Linked DNA regions of Pan troglodytes: region 2 is linked to region 1. Evidence: chromatin contacts called from public HiChIP or PLAC-seq data. All regions are on one chromosome and are shown on one strand. Each heading gives the region's core, a stretch centred on a gene start, on an enhancer-like site or on the middle of the called end of the contact. The rest is flanking DNA. Distances are from core to core; before and after follow the strand shown.

Region 1 (6,575 bases), core at 2,426-4,925:
TTAAGCTCCACTTCCCAGAAGGAGGGGTACTAAAGAATCCAGGCATATGTTAAACTACCACAGCAATTAATAAACATTTTAGACAAGATGTTTGGAGAATATGTAGACATCCTATGTCCTCCTAAGTTTTACCTGCTAACTTTAGCATTTGTCGGTGGATTTCGCCTGCAGCAATTACTGCATTTAAATGGTGATCTTCTATTTCTCTTATTACTTTGTTATTCTCAACTTTTCTGCAGGGAAGACTTGTCCCATCTTTTCCATCTATTTACTTGTATCATATAGTCTCAGATATTCATTTCATTCCTTGGTTATAATCCAATACCATTGTTATTTTGTTGCTCAAATAATTCTAGCTCCAGCCAGTGGGAAGTTTTTCAGGTTGCTTCTGTGTCCTTTTGACATGGCCCAACTGTTTTGTTTTGTTTTTTAAAGCACACCCTTATTTCCTGGCACTAGCTCCAGGTTCATTCTGTATTTTCCTTAACCTAGCCCTGAAATCAGCCACTTCTCCAAGGAATCCTGGTTCCTTTCATTAAGAATGGTATTTAAAAACCAAGATCTGAGTGCTAGGCGCACTTGTTGTCACTGAGGTGTCCCTGTTTCTATGTCCTTTCAGCAGACAGATTCAGGAAACACATATATGTATATTAACTTATGCATATGCACATACCTATATTTATTTTTATATCTATTAAAATAACACGAAGCTCATACTGATGTTTCCAAATCTAATCAAGCACCGCATATTTTCCTCTAGGCATCTCCTCTTGCTCATTTGTAACTTCTTTCTCTGACAGTGAGCAACCTGCTTCCCACCATCTACAATTTATTTATACACATGTTCCACCCTACTATACATGCATAGTTTCAGAATTGCTAACCTGTACCCCATGAGAAATAAATTTACAATGACAGTACAGTGTTGATGTACAATTCTTTTTTGTATCCATTCAAAATACTTTTCCAAAGTTACTTAGAGGCTTGCATGGTGGCTCACACCTGTAATCCCAGCACTTTGGAAGGCTGAGGCAGGTGGATTACCTGAGGTCAGCAGTTCAAGACCAAACCCCATCTCTACTAAAAATACAAAATTTAGCTGGGCATGGTGGTGGTGCACACATGTAATCCCAGCTACTCAGGGGGCTGAGGCAGGAAAATCACCTGAACCCAGGAGGCAGAGGCTGCAGCGAGCTGAGATTGTGCCACTACACTCCAGCCTGGGAAACAGAGTGAGACTCTATTTCAAATGTTAAACTACCATAGCAATTAATAAACATTTCAGACAAGATGTTTGGAGAATATGTATACATCCTACCTCCTCTTAAGTTTTACTTGCTAACTTTAGCATTGAAGTCAGTGTATTCTGCCTGCAGCAATTACTGCTGCAGGCCAAAAAAAAAAAAAAAAAAGCTACTTAGATCAGCCCTTCGGCCCCTCACCCTCTTTAGTGAAGTTACATGTTTATAGTATAGTTTAACTAATTTGTCACAGTCTGCATTCCATCCCCAGAAATGCTGGCAGATTTATTAAATGTGCATATAGTCAAGTTTACTCTTTCTGGTGTATAATTCCACGGGCTTCAACAAATGGCTAAGACTCATGCATCCACTACCACAGTATCTTACAGAAAAGTCCTGTCACTCTAAAAAGTCCCCTGGTACAGCTCCTTTGTATTCAACTCCTTCCCTCTTTCCTGACTGCCAATGATTAGGTTTTCACTTCTGTTTTGTCTTTTCCAGAATGGCATTCTTATACATGGAATCATACAATATGTAACTTTTTGAGTCTTGCTTTTTGCACTGGGCAAAATGCAGTTTGCTTTGCTTGGGAACCCTGTACCTTCGTAATGAATCATCACATTCAATAGTGTCTCTTGGAATTCGCCCCCCTTTTTCCTTTCCCTCTATTACCCCATTCAGGCTCCTGCTACCTCTTGCTCAGTTTTGTTTAGATCCTATCTGCTTTGATCCACTTTCCGCTGCCTGATTAACCTTCCGGTAGCACACCTATTTCATGTCATTTCCACGCTCCAATAGCTTCAAAGCTTTCCCACTGCCTTCAGGAAAAAGTTCCAACTCAGGCATTCACAGCCATTCAAAATGTGGTCTTAATTCACCCCACTCATCACCACCACACAGGAGCCACTATTCTTATCAGAATAGTGAAGTTTAAAGCCATTCTCTCTACCAACACAATTTCTACCCATCCTTCAAATTCAGTTTAAATGACATTTTCTTATAGACCAACCTCTACATGTTAGCATTCCTCAAATCTTTGTCCTAGGGAACTTCCCTTCTCTCTCCACACTTCTCCCTAGGTGGTCTCATCCAATCTCCTGGCTTTTTATGCTGAGTACTCCCAAATCATGTCTCCATTATGAACTTCTCCTTGGGGTCCAAACTTGTGTATAACTGCTTATCTGATACCTCTAATTATGTGTCTACCAGGAACCTTACCCTTAATATGTCCAAAACATAATTCTCTATGTTGTTCTTTATGTTATTGTTGTTTGCCCCACAAACAACAATATACTATTTTTCCCTGCCCTATCGTCCTCCATCTCAGCCAATGGCACATCATCTACTTTACTGCTCAAGTAAGAAATCTGAGTTACCCTTGACATTTTCCTCTCTACTCTACCACGCTGAACCGTAAGTTAGTTCTCTTAAATGCCCCTTAAGTCACCACCCTAATGCAAACTATTACCAATACAATGTCTTGAGCTTCCAAATGTAATACATTTTCTAAAGAGAACCAGGGCCTATTCATGATTCTCACTTGCTTATAAGTCTTCAATGTTTTCTACACATGGTAATAGGAACGGAAATGTTTTCCTATTGTACAGAAAAAAAAATTCCCCATCGTGACCTTCAAGGCCTTACAGAACCTAGTTCCACTCTATCCGGCTAACTTTATCTTGTACTCCAACTATACTCTTTCCTAGCTCCCATCTCAGGAACTTAGCCCATTATCGCCTCTGCTTGAAGTACTCCCTGAGCTTCCAGATCTCCGCTTAAAGATCACTTCTTCAGCCTCCACTATCTCCCAACTCAGCATCCAGTTCGTTTCCTCCCAGCACTTATAATCTGCGTACATTCAGGCACACCACCTAGCACTGGAGTTGGTGTTTGTGAAGCAGCACAGACAGGCTGATCAGGCCGAGCACGGGCTGGGATTCTACAGTGAAGCTAGTCCAATCTAACCCGGCACGCGGGGCAACGTGGTGGGAGAGAGGTCGGAGTCCCGCCCTTCTTGCCAGGCTCCAGTCAGTCCCAAACTCCTAGCCCAGAAAGAGGCCAGAGGAGACTGCCCAGTGGACAACAGCCCCGAGAGACCTTCCCGACTTCCAGCGCCCGGCAGGGTGCGAACCCCTCCCAAGAGCGACCGCTGAGCCTGCCACACTCACCGCACACGTGGGACAGAGACAGCTCGCGCAGCGGATCCCGACCGCCTCTCCGCTTCCGCTTCCGCTTCCTTGCCTTGCTCCGCCCTCGGGCCGCTTTTTTTCATCTTCCGCGGCGGATCAGGGACTAAGAGGTGGAGCTTACCAGACAGTACAAAAATTCGGAATTTCTATTGGTCCGCTGCTGTTATGCCTCCTCTTGAGGCGCGAAGATTTTGGCCCTTGAAAGAATCCGTCGGGCAGAGGACGCGACAACGGCCACGGGAAATGACGTCATTAACCCTGTGGCTTCCGTGCTGGAAAGAGAGGGAGAGCTCCTGCGAGGCAGAACAGGCTGCTGAGGGAGAGACTTGGCTGGCGCGGTTAATAAGAGGCCTGCATCCCGTAGCCTGAACAAATATTGAAGTAGCTAAAGTTTCTAAAGTGTGTTAATTTGCATATTCCTCAGCAGTCCAGCGTGGAGGATAAAAGGGGTATCTTGTGAGTCGATTTGAATTGTAATCCCGTTTTTTTCCCTTGCTAGCTGTGTGGCTCTGGGAAAATTACAGTTTTTATGAGCTTTGGCTTCCTGATCAATAAAATAGAAATAATTAAGTTATACGTGCAAAGCGCTTAGCATGGAACGCTCTCAATAAATGTTTGCCATTTTTAGTGTCTGCTCGTGCCTGGAAACTGCTGTTATTCCATTTTATACTTCAGGAAATAAGATTGTGGTTAGGATATATGCCCCATTTTCCAGATGAAGAAACTGACACCACAAACTTGCTCGTGTCAAGCAACAGAATTTTATTCTTTAACTGTTCTAGAGGCAAGAATTCCAAAATCAAGCTGTTGGCAGAGCCCTGCACCTTTTGAAGGCTATAGGGGAGAATGCTTTGCTTCTTCAGCTTCTAATGGTTCCAGGCGGTCCGTGGCTTCTTGTTGCATGACTCCAATCTCGGCCTGTCTTCTAATGGCCTTCTCCTGTGCCTGTGCCACTTCTCTGTGTGTTTTTAGGACACTGAACATTGAATTTAGAGTCCACGGGGATAATCCAAGATCATCTCATCTGGAGGTCCTAAATCACATCTGCAAAGGCCCTTTTCCCAAATAAGGTCACTTTCACATGTCCTGGGAGTTAGGACATAGACATATCTTTTGGAGACTATTCAACCCACTGCATCTGTAAAGTTGAGGAACTGGCACTTGATCCCTGGTGCCAGACTTCAGATTTTACTGTCTTCCAACTTACTCCGTTTTCTGGCCACTAAGGAGTTAGAGTTGAAACTGGTAATTTAGCAGACTGTATGCTTCTTGATGACAGGGGCCATCATTACTTTCCAGGCACTTATCTCACTATGCAGCACATAGATACTTGGTAAGTTCTTGTTGTCTACCTTAACTGTTACTAGTTTACATTTCAGCTCATTTAAATCTCATAAGAACGTTTTAAATAGGTCTTTTCTCATTTTACAGAGAAAGGCAAAACATAGTAGCTTTGGTCCAGTGAGCCTGACTCTAAACTCAACGTGGCTGCCTCCGTACTGCTTTCAATAATTCAGTAAATGCTAAGAGAAGAGAATATGGAACAGGAATTGCAGGAGGCCCATCAGCTGTGCCTTTTGGGCAAATAGCATAGTAGTGGGGATATTAGACACCTTGAAACACCTGACAAGTAAATGCTGGCCAAAAAGAAAGAAAAATCGCAAAATACACCCTATCACACAACCCTGGGAAGGGATACGTTTGTGTTTTCAACTTGACAGACAGCAGCACCCCATATCCTTGAAGACAGGTCCATGCAGTTGCCTTAAGCATCTACACCAAAACCCTGCTATTCATTTGCCTTTTCACCAGGGAGGAAAAAAAAAAAATGTTATCACATATCAAAGCCCTTGATTATTATTAAAAACTTTTTTATCAAGTCTTCTGTGAAAGTGGATTGATTTGGATTTTTTTTTTTTTTTGGAGTGAATTGAAAGCATCGTGTGGTTTTGCAGAACAGCACAAAAAAAGTTTATCCTGTCATTTTTTTTTTGTCAAGCAAACCCATTAATTCTTCGAATATCTAATGATCTAAATGTAGACCACTAGGTGTACTCCTACAAGCCTAAGATGCTCTTCTTGCGTGATACACAATTTAATCAGAGCAACTAGACTTGCACACATCCAAGAGGTTAATAACAGTACTATAGCAATGCAATGAAGAGCATTGAGATTAGAATCAAAGGAACCTGGCTTACAATCTAAATTCTGTATGGCCAAGGACTAGATAGTTAACTTGTATGGGCCTCAGTTTCTGCATATGTAAAATGGGAATAACAACACTTGTTTCTGGAGTTGCTGTGAGGCTTTAAAGTGATAATATCTTAAAGTTCTTAGCCAATAGTAAATGTTGAGTGATTCGTAGCTTAAGAGAGAACCAAGGAGTACCCATTTGAAATACTTTGGGGCCGGGCGCTGTGGCTCACACCTGTAATCCCAGCAGTTTGGGAGGCCAAGGCAGGTGGATCACCTGAGGCCAGGAATTCGAGGCCAGCCTGGCTAACATGGCGAAACCCCATCTCTACAAAAATACAAAAATTAGCCAGGTGTGGTGGTGCATGCCTGTACTCCCTGCTACTCCGGAGGATGAAGCACGGAGAATCGCTTGAACTGGCGAGGCGGAGGTGCAGTGAGTGGAGATTGTGCCACTGTACTCCAGCCTGGGCGACAGAGTGAGACTCTGCCTCAAAAAAAAAAAAAGAAAAAAAGAAATACATTTGACTTCACATAACGGAAAGTTCAGCTAATGGTGGCTTAAGCAATCATTTTCTTAACATAAAAATTTGGAAGGTACTTGGTTGTTGTGGTTCAATGACACAATGTCATCAAAGAGCCACGCTCTTCCAGTCTCTCTTCTACCACCATCCTCAACGTTGACTTTTTATTGTCCCATTTACTGCTTTTGGATTGCAAGATGAACTCCTCAGTTTCCATATTTATCTAAGAGTTCAGGGCTAGTGAAAGTGGAGAAAGAAATGAAATGCACTTTTTCCTCCCAGTGGGGCTCTGTCCTTTTATCCCAGAAGGAAAAGACCCAACAGGAGTCTCCCTTCTATTTCAGTGCCAAGAACTGGAATACACGGCCACCCCAGAATTGAAAGACCATCAGATATAATGTTAACCAGGCATTTGGATTTCATTCTTT
Region 2 (6,575 bases), core at 2,693-5,192, 830 kb before region 1:
ATAATGGAGGCCACACTGGTTGCTATGGGAGCAGAGTAGGACAAGCAGCTTCCTCTGCCTGGGGAGAACAGGGAAGACCACTAGAAGGATTCTGGGTCATCGTTGAGTTTTGAGGATGTGGGTTGAGGATCTGCACTTCAGTCAGAGGGGAGAATGTCCAATGTGGTCACTTAGGAACCAAACGGTAGACAGGTTTTCCCTGAGCCCAGGCATTTTTGGCGGCAGGGTCAACAACGCTGGTAGAGACCTGTCTACGCACAGCCTAGGATAACATGCCAAGAAGTTTGAAACTCACCGTAAAATGGATTGGGAATAGACAAAGGATTTTAAGCTAAAGAACGATATAATCATAAAGAGAATTGGGGCTGGTATTTTGGGGGAATGATTGTGAAAAACATAATTTATTGAACATGCCCATTAGAAAAAAAAGAGAGAGCGGGGTGTAGGCACTCACGCCTGTAATCCCAGCACTTTGGGAGGCAGAGGCGGGTGGATCACTTGAGTTCAGGAGTTCCAGATCAGCCTGGCCAACATGGTGAAACCCTGTCTCTACAAAAAATACAAAAATTAGCTGGATATGGTGGCGGGCACCTGTAATCCCAGCTAATCGAGAAGCTGAGGTTCGAGAATCGCTTGAACCTGGGAGGCGGAGGTTGCAGTGAGCCAAGATCCCGCCACTGTACTCCAGCCTGGGCAATAGAGCGAGACTCTGACTCAAAAAGAAAAAAAAAGAAAAAGGGAGAGAGAGGAGTGTTTATTTCTGTAATAAATTTACTTGTTAATTCTAAACTATTCTTTAAATTAAATATCAGCTGATTCAGTTTGTCAAATCTTGGTTTCCATTACTGAAGATGAAATACTCACTGCCTAAATGGTCTTACCTGCTCGTGTTTGAAGCTAGGCAACATTTCAGGCAGCATTAACAGTTTGTCTGTTGGGACTAGAAGCTTCCTAACGTTGTGCTTGGAATTTTTCTTTATGAGGGTGTTGTATCCAGATACCAAGTTTTAAACCCAGTATCTACTCTACACAGAATGTAACAAAGCAGACTTACATAACAAGTGAATGTGGCCATACAGACATGAAAAAGTGACTTCTATCTTTTGATACCAAACTAGAAAGAGAAAAGCAAGTTCAGGGAACACATTATGACTCATCAAAGTCCAAAAAGAAAAGCTGCGTGTGAACGTAGCACCCTGTGCAGCCTCCTGGAGTCCTTTTACCCTCCAACCGCATTTGCTTTTGTATGATTTTCTGCAAAACAAAACAAAAAACCCCATCATTTTCCTCCTTAACTTCAATTGCTAAATTTCGTTTTACCTCAGAGGTGAAACTCATGCTATATGTTCTACAATCTTCTTTTTGTACCAAGTGAATGACGCTGCCTTTTCATTTCTCCTGAGTTGAGGCCTTATTTTATAAAATTCGTAACTGCTAGGGTACAAACTACAAACAAGACGAATTTTTAGAGGAACAACTTGAAGGGTGATGGGGGAAGGTGGTGCTTTCTTAGACCAATGCGAAGGGAGAGGGAGATGCAATATCTATATTTAATCTCTGTTCCCAACGATGTATTTTAATTCCCATAGCTGTGTGTATACAATGCGTGGATACCAACGCCTCCAAGGACGACATCAAAATTTTATATGAGCTGAAGAATATACACATATAACAAAGGGAATGTTTTCTTCTTTACTTTCCCTGTGACAAAATGCCAGAAGGAATGGACAGTTTCTTTCTCCAGGGACTTACTAATTGATTTGTTTTTGTTTTTGTTTTTTTTGAGGATTTGCATGGCAAGTGGAAGTAGAATCTTAAGGGGATAAAGGGCATTTATTCACAAGGGAATAAAAGTGAAGTTATCAATTTCTGAAAATTGGCATGTGAGGTCGGCATGCCAGAGAAACAAATTAGACCATAAAAAATTAAAACCTAATACTCTCAATGTAATAAGCATTGCTATTAGGTTAAATCTCTTTATTAGAGACAGCTAGGTTATCTGGCTATATTATTAGTTGAGACTTATAAGGCAGTTAGAAGTTAGTATTTATGTTACACTTTTACTACACTACTAATCTTGTTTAAAATTTCTCCCTATATATTTCTCAGTTAATAGTTATACCGGCATATCCTCAGGCAGAAAAACAAGTTCTTACAATGGATCCTTCAGGGCACACTATATTCTATTTCTCTTAGCTGTGTTATCTTTCGTTGTCTTGAGGTTCACTTCAAGACAGACAGAAAATGATGAAGCTAAAGTTAACAAGCAAGTAGCAAGACCTTAGAAAGCTATAGGGTGGGTGATCACCAACACTCCCAGCCATCATGAAAATGCTGCCCTAGTGGGCTCTGCTTCAGCCAGCAGTGGACCAGTGATATAAAGAATTCTTGCTTCTTAATGACTACATGGCAGTATTTGGCGTTCTTTCCATTACTTCTTGTCTTCAACTTATCCAGCCTGAAGTTTTAAGCATCCTAGAACTGCATTTCAGACCCAGTTGCTCAAATGGAGTCAATTTTGCAACAGTAAAATGGTCTTAAAATAGGATTTTACTCTAGGGGGAAAAATCCTCAACCAGATAGTCACAGTGCACTTTGAATGACTAATTTAAGCCATTACATTACGAAATAAGGGATAAATCATACTTTTCATAACACTATTGCATAGGAACAGTTTTAATTTTAAGAGTCAAGCATCTACATTAATCTGAGTCTAAAATCATAGGCCCCTGATTTAAAATCTCCTAACATTCTTTCACACTTCATAAAACTAAAAATAAAATTGTCTCACCAAACACTGACCTATTGGTCCGGCCAAAGTACTGTATTTCAAGGAAAATTGGAGCAAAGAGGTCTCAAAACCGCGACTTGCCAGCAAATTACAATTTGCAGCCTTAATTGGTCTTAAATGCGGGGTGAGAGGGAAGAGACTACGGTCTGTAGAAAATAAGAGATTTATTCCCCTTTTTAAATCAAAACCAGATTCCATGCTTCAGCCACCCCCTAACCCGCCAGCCCCGCCCCCAGGGTTTGTTTTTCCATATTTTTGTATATATTTTTAGCGAAGATGGCAGGTGAGGGAAGGTTAGAGTGCTGTATCTAGTCCACGAAGTCAACAGAGAGGTTAGGGTGGGTTTACTTATTTATAAGGCGTTCAGCCTCTCAGCTGTTTCTCCCTCGTTGGCATTTGGAAGCTTGCAGTCCTTCAGGGAAGAGACAGATTTGGCAGGAATGTTCTTTGTGCCAGCCTCCCTTTTTTTATTTTTATTTTTTATTTTTTTACCTGGAATAGGGGGCAGATTTATAATGACAGCCTTAGGGAAGGGGGAGAAAAAGTTTCAGCCGGCACGACAATGCCCGTTTTTTCCGCAGTCGACACTGTGCCACAAACAGCTTCGGTGCCACTCGGAGCCCGTCCCCCGTCCCCTCCCTTTCTCTCTGCAGGCTCGCACTGGCAGGCGGAGGCACAGTTAAATTCCAGCACCTTCTCCACATAGCCCCAAACTACTACGCGCTATTACTACGGCTGCCCTCCCTTTTTGCTTCGCCTCCTCCCCTTCCCCAGTCTCCCCGGAGGAGCCCCGCAGCGCCCGAGGAAGAGGACTGCCAGGGAAGGGATAGCGGGCGCCCAGCTCCAGCAGGGCTTGGGGCTTTCTGCATCCTGCGCAGTTTCTCCGCTCCAGGCACAAACGCGGCCCGAGAGCCGGCGCCTCGCAGTCACACACGGATCCACGCATACAGTAGAGCTGTCTAGATCCACATTCTTGCACACCGCCCCCTCCGCCCCCCGCGCTCCCGGAGTCGCTGAGCTGAGCGAGTGACAGGCGCGTCCCGCCAACCCGCGCCCGGACGGGCAGGGAGGAGCGGCGCGCGGGGCCAACTGCGGCGCGTCTTCCGGCGCCCGCGGAGGAGGCGAGGGTGGGACGCTGGGCGGAGCCCGAGTTTAGGAAGAGGAGGGGACGGCTGTCATCAATGAAGTCATATTCATAATCTAGTCCTCTCTCCCTCTGTTTCTGTACTCTGGGTGACTCAGAGAGGGAAGAGATTCAGCCAGCACACTCCTCGCGAGCAAGGTAAATATAACTTACAACTCTTTTCTCCTCTTTCCCCTCCCTTCGGCCGCCCCGCTGCAGCCGCCGCTCAAACCCCTCCGGCACCACGCCGCCTTCGCCCGGGATTATTCATTATTATCCTAATTATTATTTATTGTGCATGCAAGGAGACCAAAACAAACAGGCGGGCCAACCGCCACAACAAAAAAAGCCCGCCTCCTCCCCGCGGGCCTCAGGTGGAATGCTCTAACGACAGCTCCCAGGCGGCGGTGGAAGAAACGAGAAAGTTTCAACCGAACCTTGCTGTTCTAATAATAACAGTAATAATTACTACTTCAAGGGGGCAAAGGAGGAAAAAAATCCCAACAAACCACCGCCTGGATCCTGAGTAGGCAGTCAGAGGCGCTGCCAACTCAAGGTTGCAACACACACATTGGGCCAGGTTGCAATCCCCCCATCCCCTTAAAAGTGAGGCGGCGGGGAGGGGGGTGGCAGCGGGAGGGGGAAGGCCTGGGGGACAGGGGAGGAGGATGGAAACGCTACTGTTCATCCCGAGCAACCCTCCCCGGAAGAGTTGGAAGGGGAACGGGAAAGGAGGGCGAGGAGCCCAGGCTGGCGGCGGGGCGCCAACGAACGCCGTTGCCACCCGCTTCCCAGGGACTTGTTTAAAGGGCTCCGGCTGCGGAGACGTGAGCGGATCGCAGCGGGAGAAGCCTGAGCTGACGCGCGAAGGAGGTAGCGGCCACTGCCGCGGGGCCGGTGCGTGCCTGATCGGGGGTGTCACCTCCACTTTCCGCGTTTCCTCCGGCGTGGATGGGGACGCTGATTGGTAGGCAGGCCTTTAGGCAAAGGGGCTGCCAGGGGGCTGCGCCCCGGGCGCTGCGGACGTCCCTGCCTCTGGTACCTGGCGGCAGCGCAGGCTCGGGTGTTAAAGTTCGGGATGTCCGGCCCGGGCCGCACTGCTGGAGGGAAGGGAGGAGGCCCCCAAGGAGGTCGGAGGTGCCCGCCAGCCTCCGTTACCCTGCCCTCCCTCTCCCCGGGTCTGTGTTCTTTTGCTTCGCGTCTTCCCCTTGCTTGCGCCGCGGGAGCTGCGGGCGTGGGGCGCCTACGATCGTCCGGGTGCTAGGGGCGCGCCGGGACCCAGGAGAGCCACGGCGGCGGCTGCGGGCCGGGGAGGCCATGATCCGGATAATCCTGTCTGCCTGACTGTCACAAACAGGACCCGCGCACCACCGGGCAGCGGCGGTGTCGTTCGCCCGGGAAGGGGAAGGGCTGCGGTGGGGAGGGAATAGGGGGGTGGCGAGGGCGGGAGGCGGGGAGACCGAGTAGGAGCCTCCTCCCAACGATGACACGCACTCCTTCCTTCTCGCTCCCTGCTCAGGAGTTTGCTTTATTCCCATCCCAACCTGGTTTACCCCTTCCTTTGCTCTCCCCCTCCACCCGGCCGTCTTCCCTTCCTCCCGTTTGCGTTGCAAAACACGGCCATGCCATCTGCAAAGGTGTCGCGATGCACTTCCCTAAATAACCGGTCCGGCGCGCCAGCTCCTCGGCGCCCTCCGGCCGCAGGGCGCACACGGGGCACAGTGCTCCCGGTGCCCCGCACCAGGCCTCGCAGCCTGGGTGCAGTTCCACCGCGGAGGGCGGGGCGCGGCAGTGCGGGCTCCAGCGGACACCCGCGCCTTGGCCGGGGCACTTGGGCCGGTTTCCGGTACACGCGGGGAAATCGCCTCCTGCCAGTGTCTGATCGCTCGCCTCCGCCTCCGCCTCTGCCGCCTGGATTGCATTATTATTTTTATCCGGGTTGCCGTTTGCTGCGGATGGTGGTGAGCGCGGGGCTGGCTGGGCTGCTTGGGGGGTGGGGTGGAGGGAAGTTGGACGTGGATCAGGCAGGAAAAAAAAAGTTTGGCAGGGCGGCTAAGTAGGGTGGAGGGGTGGGAGGGGGCTGCGAGCTCCCGCGGCTCCAGCCTCCGCGCCCTCCCGGCCGGCGCGAGGGTGTCTGCGCGTGAGTGTGAGTGTGAGTGTGTGTTGTGCGCGCAGGAGCCAGTGCGTCGGGAGCAGCGGCTCGGGCAGCTGCTCCTGCCCGCACCCTCCCCTGGAGCCCGGGGAGGACAAGGCGAGGTTTGGTGGCGAGGGCTGGTGGGGGTGGCGTGTGCGTGTGGTTGTGAGTGTGTGTGTGTGCGCGCGCGAGCGGCGGAGAATCAGGAAGTCACAGCAGCGAAGCGCACACAGCACACAGACATGTTTGATTGCCGTGACATGACGCGCGCGAGGGAGGAAGCGGCAGCGGCGGGGGCCGGGCCGCGGGCTGTGGCGCGGGCCTAGAGCTGCGGCTCGGAGACCGGTTCCCGTCCGCCGGCCGCGCCGCCACCCCAAGCTCCGCGAACCCCGCGCCCCTTTTTGTTCCGCGTCCTCCAGGTAAGGAGCCTGCGCAGCCCTGCCGCCGGCTGTGTGCGGAGCTTTCCAGTTCTTTCCCTGCCAGCCCCCTCCGGTCTCCCGGCTCGCCTTTCCTGCAAAGTCAGGCAG

Evidence for each region. HiChIP or PLAC-seq counts read pairs in DNA pulled down with a chosen protein or histone mark.
Region 2: an H3K4me3 HiChIP or PLAC-seq map of stem cell-derived excitatory neurons shows a contact between it and region 1, with 6 times the contacts expected there. The contact joins the promoter of SMARCA2 here to the promoter of PUM3 in region 1. A contact is called at or near these places in 1 of 7 Hi-C or Micro-C datasets (stem cell-derived neural progenitor cells) and 1 of 1 datasets of contacts at active chromatin or transcription factors (stem cell-derived excitatory neurons).

What each region holds. Positions count from the first base shown.
Region 1 is chr11:113,083,720-113,090,294 of NHGRI_mPanTro3-v2.0_pri, reverse strand. It overlaps PUM3 (pumilio RNA binding family member 3), which reads right to left and starts at 3,675. Exons shown (of 18, transcript XM_009456263.4): 1 at 3,410-3,675.
Region 2 is chr11:113,918,790-113,925,364 of NHGRI_mPanTro3-v2.0_pri, reverse strand. It overlaps SMARCA2 (SWI/SNF related, matrix associated, actin dependent regulator of chromatin, subfamily a, member 2), which reads left to right and starts at 3,942. Exons shown (of 32, transcript XM_054657899.2): 1 at 3,942-4,073.